Regions from separate parts of the Sus scrofa genome. Here region 1 is linked to region 2. A link is a contact called in public HiChIP or PLAC-seq data. All regions are on one chromosome and are shown on one strand. The core of a region is the stretch at or near the end of the contact, and the rest is flanking DNA. Distances in the headings are between cores, read along the strand shown.

Region 1 (4,756 bases), core at 287-2,786, 260 kb before region 2:
AACTCCTTCCCCCTGCGCTCAGCTCACGCTCAGCTCATGAGGACTCAGCCACAACAAGAGGAGGCGGGCGGGTCAGGCTTCCTTACAGATGCGGCAGAAACAGAAGCAGAGGTGGGATTCCCTCTAGAGCCCCACTCCCTTCCACCCCACAGCGCCGCCTCCGCCTCCGGGGCAGCCCGAGCAGAACTACCTCCGGGAGGGGGCTGGGCCAAGGTCCCTGAGGCCTCGACAGATACAACCAAAGCGGACAGGGCTTGCTTTCTGACTGTGGCCTGTGTCTGTCAGCAGGCCTCCCACTAGAACCCGTCTCTGGCCACCAACTCGGCCCAATTCAGAGGCTCCCCTCAGGCCACGTGACCAGTGAGTAGGGACGCGGGGGCCTGCTCCTGGGCAGTAGCTCCCAGTTCTTTTGCACGAGAGCCCCAAACAGGAGGGCAAAACAGGGCAAAGGTCCCTGTTTCCCACTAACTTCTTACCACCTCCAGATTAAGGGCCAGTTCACGTCACTTTTCCTTCTTCTGAAGAGCCTCACTTAAAAATTTTTTTCCCAGTGTTTAGACACAGAACTTATTAATTTCCCCCCTGTAATTCTCATACTCACCAGAAAACTCTCTGAATTCTTTACTGAGCCTCAAATCTCTTGGCACTAGACTTCCATTTTTCATTACCTCTTATAATTTTTTTTTCCCTGGGGCCGCTCCCGCAGCATGTGGAGGGTCCCAGGCTAGGGGTCTAATCAGAGCTATAGCTGCTGGCCTTCGCCACAGCCACAGCAGGATCCAAGCTGCATCTGCAACCTACACCACAGCTCATGGCAACACCGGATCCTTAATCCACTGAGCAAGGCCAGGGATCGAACCTGCAACTTCATGGTTCCTAGTAGGATTCGTTAACCACTGCGCCACGATAGGAACTCCACCTCTTATAATTTTTTAATTGCACAAGAAATACATGCTCAGGAGTTCCCGTCGTGGCTCAGGGGAAACAAATCCAACTAGGAACCATGAGGTTGCAAGTTTGATCCCCGGCCTTGGATCCAGCGTTGCCATGAGCTGTGGTGTGGTCACAGAAGTGGCTCGGATCTGGCATTGCTGTGGCTGTGGCCGGTAGGTGCAGCTCCGATTGGATCCCTAGCCTGAACCTCCATGGGTGCGGCCCAAAAAAAAAAAAAAAAAAAAAAAAGCAAAAAGAAATGCTCGACACAGGACTAAAACAATCTATCTGTCAATGCTGAAGGGCCGGGCGCGGGGACGGCAGACTCCCTTTATTTGGAGGCGATGAGATCCTGATTTATGATTGGTGGGGCCCCCTTCTTTAGGACACGGAAGGGGCTCAGCTCTAACTGGAGCAACACGTCCTCAGGGTGACAAACCGCTGTGGTCCGCAGGCCCTCCTGCTGGGGAGAGCGGCCTTGCCCTTCTCGCCTGGTCACCGCGACAGCTGAGCGCTTTAACAAAGCCGAGTGTACCTAGACGTGTGGGCTGAGGAGGCCGCCCAGAACACGGAGTCTATGCCCGCCCTCCCAGGAATCCTCCTGCTAAAACCAGCTGAGGCTGAGGGTGCCTGCGGCTGCTCGCCGGGGCCAAGCCGGGATCTGGTTACCCTGAGCAAGGCCAAGACATGCCGGAGGCCCTCGTGCGCCTGGTGAGGGCAGCTGGGCCCAGGAAGGCACTGATTATTTTTAGCTAAGTTGTTTCAAGCTTTCCGTGGCAGTGAGAAGCAAGAAGCCCCGTCACCTGGGCATTTGGGGGCCTTCTCCATGTTTTAGCAAATGAGAGGTGGCCCCAAGGACCCCTGAGGAGGCCCAGGGGAGCAGGTGACAGAGGCCCATAGGTCACCTTCACCAAGAGCCCAGCTTCCAGACAGAGGGGCATCTTAGATAAAGAAAATGGACCATTGTCGTCCACAGAGGGTTCCTCAGTGACCCAGAGATTCAAAAATAAATGAGACAGAACCTTGAACCTCAAGGACAATCAAAGAAATCTAAGTACTGAGATAATGATGGAAGAGAAAACAGAGGAAACTGAGGAAGGTGACAGGGTGACACACTTTTAGAGTCAGAGACCGAAAGAAAGTCAATCCCTTTAGCAGTGAGCCACTGCTCTGTACACAGCAGGTGCTCAGCATGTGCTGAACTGAACTCCCAGTAAGAAGAGAAAGCGGTGGGGGATGCTGTGTGACCCTGGGGAAAGCCAGTTCTTCTGACCTTCTGCTCTGCGTGTCACCAAGAAAGACGTCACGACAACCCAGCAGCCGAGACCCACGGATGTGGGAGAGGTGCTAACAGGCACTGGGCTTGCGTGGCTTCCTGAAGCAGCGGGTGTGGGCATGGCTGGGCACGGGTCGCAGGGGCTCGGAAGCCTGAAGACAGAGTCGAGTAGCAGAGGAGGCCCTTGGGGGTGAGGCGCTGCCGTGGGAAGCCGGTTTTGAGGCTGCACGTCTCAGGTCTCTGTTCCTTTCTGTACCAACTCATTCACCTGTCATTTACAGCTGCCCACTGCGTGCCCAGGGACAGGAAACAGGCAGACAGAAGTCCCCAGGAAAGCCAGGCCAGGAAGAGGGAGCAAGAACTCTGCTTTGAGGCCCCAAGGCTGAGGGCGGGTGGCAGGCCAGACATTTCCAAATACGGCTCAGCCTCAGCGTGGGGCCGGATTAGCATCCGCAGCAGCTGCGCCTATTTCGGGCCTGGGGTCTCAGCCCCTGGGGAGCAGGTGTGGGGACGTGAAGAACAGGCGCTTACGTGGGTGTTTATTTGGGGGCGCCCTGGCCTCATGGCCAGGGGCCAGAACCAGCCCCCAGCTGGAGACCTACCATCTCCTCCTCCCGTCTCCCCTCCACCCCCAGGCTTGCTTGGGAAGCCCGCAGAGTGGAGCCCAATCAGGCCCCTTCTCGCCACTGCCCCGATGCCCACAGCCAGGTGGTGCCCGACGGTGCGGATGCATAGGCCAGACATCACAGTTCTAAAATACACTTCCCAGATCATTCCTACGCCAGCCCACAGGGCAGCGAGGACGGGATGGCCACTTTTGGAAAGGAGTTTAAGAGGACACGAGTTTTCACCTGTTCAAGGGATTTGCCTTGAGTTCCACAGTAAATCCAGCCCACGAGAGGGTCTTAGATCACGAGTGACCTATAGATACACACCGAGTCGAGGTGCTGTGGCCACCATCAACCCCCCATGGCCAAGAGCGTGCAGCCCGTGGGCTCATTCTCACCTTGTGAGTGGCTCCATGGGACGAGGACATGGGCCTTCCCCAGGGGGGAGCTGCTTTGGCCTTAGCAGCGCCTGATGCAATCAGAGGGAGCTTTAAATAGGGTGTCTCCCTGCCCCCTGCTTCTCACCCATCTCCCTCCCGAGGGGTCAGAGTGGCACCCACGGCGCTGCCCCCAAGCCTAGAATCAGTCCTGTCAGCAATGAGGGACCCCCAACAGTGCCACAAACCGGGATTCAAACTCCTAACCCACGGCGCTGCCCCCAAGCCTAGAATCAGCCCTGTCAGCACTTCTGAACCCCAAACAGCTCCACAAACCGGGATTCAAACTCCTAACTCTGACCCCAGAACACTCCTGCTGCCCAAGTGGCTTGGTGCTGACACCCCAGTGACGCCCGCCCTGTCCTGCCCGTAATTCTGAGCAATCTACTGTCTCCGTTTCAGTGGCTGGAACTTGGGTTGAAGATGAAGAGGGCTTTTGTTGTGGCTCCAGCCACATCTCTGTAAGGAAACATCAAGAGCAGTTCTACGTTTTAAATCATCCTGAGCTCCTGAGATAAAAACAGTTTAAATATTAATCATTCCAGCAAAAGGCAGAAGCAATTTAGACAGGTCTCCTTCTGCCTCTCATGGCTGTACTGAAACCCTTCTTGGGTTTTGCAGGCTGGTGACAATGGAGACATGGGAGGTAGGGTCCACTCAGGTCCAAAGCCATCTGCCCCAAAGAGCACAAGTTCAAGGCAGCCAGAGTCACAGCCAAGTCCATTCAAGTTACCTGCTACGGCCTCGTCCTCCTGAGTCCTCCTATTTGACACGCACTAATTTGTCACTGCTCTGTCCAGACACCATCGGCTGAGCACACACGCCCGAGACCGACCCTCCACCTAGGTGCCGGTTGGTCGCAGCCCACGGAGTGGCCCTCCTCTGCTCCTCCGGCCCGGCCCTCCCCCAGGGCCACCTGCATGGGTGGAAATCCTAACACATCCGGGCCTCTTGGTCCTCTGCACTCACCAGTGGTCCCGCACACGTTCCCAGGGGCACGCTTTTACTCCGTCACGTGCCCAAAGCTGCCTTCCTCACTCTGCACCACAGTTCCTACCCCAATAGCTTGTATTTTGAACACATACACACACACGAATTTAGTCACTGGAAGTGCGAGGGGTAAGAAACTCTGACCAGTCTCGACACTGCTTACAGTTTCTCTCACCAGCCTGGGCAGCTCGCTCTCCAGGTTTCAGGTCCTCACCCAGAAAACGAGCCATCAAGAACTACCCCAAGGTTCCTAACCCAGCTGGACATCAGACTGCCTGGTGTACTTTGTAAAAACACACAGAATTTAGCGTTCTACCCCAAAGAATCTGACGCAGTAGGTTGGGTTAGAGCCTGGGGATCTGCCATTAAGGCTCCCCTGGGGATTCTAATGATCTCCCTAAACTTCCAGAGCAGCTGTTTAAAGATTCAGATTCCTGGGGTACTGTTTCTGCTAGTGTGGAAAGGGAATACCCCACCCTGGAGGTACCCAGCCCGCAAGCTGCCTCGAGCTT
Region 2 (4,277 bases), core at 1,118-3,617:
GAGAAAAGACAATCCTAGCACTCTTATCACAAAGGAAATTACTAGGGCTTTAGAAGCTCTGAACCAGGTACAGAGACTTATATATGTACTTTTTTTCTATTATCTCACAGTGAGCTACATGTATATGACACAGTGTCATTCCATGTTCTTTTGTTCAACAAACATTAAATAAGCATCTACTCTATGACTAGTATATTCTGTCGTCACGCCAAACACACGGCACTTACATCCCACTGTTCCTAGAAACACAGTGACAGCCCCAAAGGCCTTGTCCTTGGCTCCTACAGGGGATGGAGTCCCCGGGATGCACTAGGAAAGGCTCACGACAGTCTGTTGTCCCCCTTCCAGCCCATGGGCATCTTCTCCATCCTGGAGGAGGAGTGCATGTTCCCCAAGGCCACAGACACCTCCTTCAAGAACAAGCTCTATGACCAGCACCTGGGCAAGTCCAACAACTTCCAGAAGCCCAAGCCTGCCAAAGGCAAGGCCGAGGCCCACTTCTCCCTGGTGCACTACGCGGGCACCGTGGACTACAACATCGCCGGCTGGCTGGACAAGAACAAGGACCCCCTGAACGAGACCGTGGTCGGCCTGTACCAGAAGTCTTCGCTGAAGCTGCTGTCCTTCCTTTTTTCCAACTATGCTGGTGCAGAAGCAGGTGAAATTCTTCCCTCCCGCCCCCACCCCACCCCGCAGGAATCCCTGTGTAATTACTCGTCACTCGTGAAGAACCAGTCGTGGCACATGAGCTTCAGGTTGAGCTTGATGGATGTGTCTGTCTCTGCTCTCCGCTGTTCTTTCTCTCCCTTCTATTCTTTCTCTTCCTAAGAGATGGACTTCTAATCATATGATCCAGCTATTTCACTCCTGGGTATATATTTATATATCTAAAAAAAAAAAACCCAAAAGCACTAATTCGAAAAGATACATGCACCCCAGTATTGCTTGAGAGCAGCATTATTTACAGTTGCCAAGGAGCAGAACGACTGAAGTGTCTATCACCAGACAAATGGATAAAGAGGATGTGGTACATACACTCAACGGAATACCACTCGGCCATAGAAAAGAGTGAATTTTTTTTCTTCTTTTGTCTTTTCAGGGCCACACCCATGGCACATGGAGGTTCCCAGGCTAGGGGTCAAATTGGAGCTGTAGTTGCCAGCCTACACCACAGCCGCAGCCACAGCAACGTGGGATCCGAGCCACACCACAGCCTACACCACAGCTCATGGCAATGCCGGATTCTTAACCCCCTTAGGGAGGCCGGGGATCGAACCCACGTCCTCGTGGTGTTGTTCCACCACGGAGGGACAACAGGAACTCTGAAAAGAGTATAGCCACTTGGATGGACGTAGAGGGCATTATGCTAAGTGAATAACCCAGACGGAGAAAGACAAATGCTGTAGGATAGCATTCACAGGAGGAATCTAAAAATACAACAAACTAGTGAATAAAACAAAAGAGAAGCCAACTCACAGACAGAACAAACTCGTGGTTTTACCACTTTAGAGGGGGAGGGGAGGAGCAGTACAGGAGTAGAGGAAGGGTTATTATGGGATTATATGAAATCATGTGAGTAAAGTGTATTAAAATTATAAAGCATTATAAAATTTAAATGAATTTGCATTCAATAAAAAATAATTTTTTTTAAGTAACAAAAAATTCTTTGAGAGATCGAGTTCTACAGAGATCAACAGCACTTTCAGTGGATGGACGAGCCAATACCACACTCTTTAATAGTTATTTTTACTGAGATATTTTCATATAGCATAAGATTCACCCTTTAAAAATTCAGGGTTTGGGGGGAGTTCCTGTTGTGGCTCAGTGGTTAACGAACCTGACTAGCATCCATGAGGATGCAGGTTTGTTCCTTGGCCTCACTCAGTGGGTTAAGGATCTGGTGTTGCCGTGAGCTGTGGTGTAGGTCACAGACGGGGCTTGGATCCCAAGTTGCTGTGGCTCTGGCGTAGGCCGGTGGCTACAGCTCCGATTCCACCCCTAGCCTGGGAACCTCCATGGGCCGCAGGTGCGGCCCTAAAAAGACAAAAAGGAAAAAAAAAAGGAAAAAAAATTCAGGGTTTTTTTTAGTATATTTGTGGATTGTGCAACTATGTAATTTGAGAATGCTTTCCTCACTCCTGTCACCCTCTGGCAGTCACTTTCCACTGCCAGCTCCTGGCAACTGCATTTCTGTCCCTGGGTTTTGCCTATTCTGGGCATTTCATGTAAGTGGAATCGTATATTACATGGTCTTTTGCGTCTGGCCCCTTTTGCTTAGCTGACTGTCTGTAAGGTTGGTCCGTGTTCTAGCAACTGTCAGCAATGCACTTCTTTCGACCGATGAGTCATATTCCTCGGCACGGATATTACCCGCTTTGTCTGTCCACACAGCTGAGAAGCCTCCCATTGTCTCCGTCTGGGGGACTGTGACTAATGCTGCTCTGAACATGTTATACATGGGTTTCTTTGTGGATTGCGGCCAGTTCTTCAGCGTATCTACCAAGGAGTGGAACTACGGGGTCATATGGTGACTCTAACTTTTTGAGGAACTTCCAGATCGTGTTTCAAAACGGCTGCACAAACCCGTATACTTGTTTAGATTATCTTTACGTATATTTAAGTATTTGCCAAAATTGGGTTTAGAAATCATGGGCTAACTTAAATGCACCTATTTAGCAAATCCGTGCTTTTAATTTATACAATAGAATCACTCATTAGAGTAATTAGATAATTTTAAAAAATCAATGTCTAATGTTTGGGGCAGTAGAATATAAAAATGCGCATAACTTTAAACCTGAATGATGAGCACCACCTTCTTGGAGTTTCATTAGGGTGTCTGTAACTGCCTTGCATAACCTCACTCGGCGACTGATGCCAAGATCCAAGCATAAGCCCTGGGGTAGGCGTGAACCTGGGGAAGTGGCTTTCATGCCTCTCCCCACTCCTCCAAACACGAGTTCACGCTCCACCCTGGGGGCCATGAGGGGGGAGTGAGAGGAGGATGGGGAGGGGGTGAGACCCTGCATTTCCCCCAGGACTGAATCTTGATGACATGTCCAGGCTAAATCAAGCTATTCTGAAAAAGTAGACCCAGTATATCATGATGTCAAATGAAGCTGGGCTATTCCTTTTAGACAAGGGGAAAAATGGATTTGTAGGATATCCTGAGACATTCCAGTTAAAAGGTTTTCAGTCACTTTCCCATTAAGAGATAAACAGGGACTCAAGAATTTTATTTTGTTTATTTTGTCTTTGGGGGGCCGAACCCATGGCACATGGAAGTTCTCAGGCTAGAGGTTGAAATGGGAGCTACAACTGCCAGCCTACGCCAGAGCCACAGCAACTCGGGATCCGAGCCGCGTCTGCAACCTACACCACAGCTCACGGCAACGCCGGATCCTTAACCCACTGAGCAAGGCCAGGGATCGAACCCGAGTCCTCATGGGTACTAGCTGGGTTCATTAACCACTGAGCTACAACGGGAACTCCCGGGTCTCCAGAATTTTAAAAAGGTAAACTCATGAAAGAAACCACACTCAAACTGAGAGGACCATTTCAATCTCGCCAACTGTTCAGTGGGATTTCAAGTCTGATTTATAAAGGAAAAGATTCTCCTTGGATACAGAGTCTAAATTATGCTCCCAGTCAAATGCCACCCATATTCCAACCCACCCGTTCCCACAGTGATAAAACTCAGTGTTCCCAAATCTGAGTAGTTTGGAGGCATTTTAAGAAACAGAAAAACAGAAGTGGGCAAGCAAACAAACCAAAAAACCCTTGGCTCTCCTATGTCAAAAGAAAACCAAACTCTCATTTCAGGGCTTGAAGGAAGTAGTTTAGAAAGACCAATGCTGACAGAAGGGGGCACTATTAGTGGGGATGTAAATGTGCACAGCCACTGTGGAGCACAGTATGGGGATTCCTTTAAAAATTAAAAAAAGAGCTCCCATACGACCCAGCAATTCCGCTTCTAAGCATGTACCCAAAGGAAATGCAATTATCCCAAAGTGGGTGTATCCCCACGTTCACTGCAGCATTGTTTACAGTAGCCAAGACACAGAAACAACCCAAAAGGCCATTGATGGATAAATGGATAAACCGATTTAAAAAAAAAAAAGGTGACATATGTATTATACACATGCACACACATATTATTCAACTATAAAAAGGAATGAAATCTTGCCATTGGCAACAACAGAACTGGTCCGTGAGGGCTTTATGCTATGTGAAAGAAGACATAGACAAATCCTGAATAATCTCACTTATATGTGGAATCT

The links. HiChIP or PLAC-seq counts read pairs in DNA pulled down with a chosen protein or histone mark.
Region 1: a contact with region 2 is called in an H3K27ac HiChIP or PLAC-seq map of skeletal muscle. The contact joins two enhancer-like sites. A contact is called at or near these places in 2 of 5 promoter capture datasets (fetal skeletal muscle and liver), 24 of 47 Hi-C or Micro-C datasets (alveolar macrophages, brain, embryonic fibroblasts and 14 more) and 1 of 2 datasets of contacts at active chromatin or transcription factors (skeletal muscle).

Annotation. Positions count from the first base shown.
Region 1 is chr12:55,344,386-55,349,141 of Sscrofa11.1, reverse strand. No RefSeq gene overlaps it. Among named protein-coding and RNA genes, the nearest start is that of MYH2, 68 kb to the right of the region's middle. Within about 2 kb of position 1,536, at least 5 of the 83 cell types and tissues checked have an H3K27ac peak or open chromatin away from gene starts, as enhancers often do. A contact at or near this core is called in skeletal muscle, where this site is marked.
Region 2 is chr12:55,080,756-55,085,032 of Sscrofa11.1, reverse strand. LOC100736982 (myosin-13) reads left to right here. Exons shown (of 35, transcript XM_021066284.1): 14 at 349-658. Among named protein-coding and RNA genes, the nearest start is that of GAS7, 110 kb to the right of the region's middle. Within about 2 kb of position 2,367, at least 3 of the 83 cell types and tissues checked have an H3K27ac peak or open chromatin away from gene starts, as enhancers often do. A contact at or near this core is called in skeletal muscle, where this site is marked.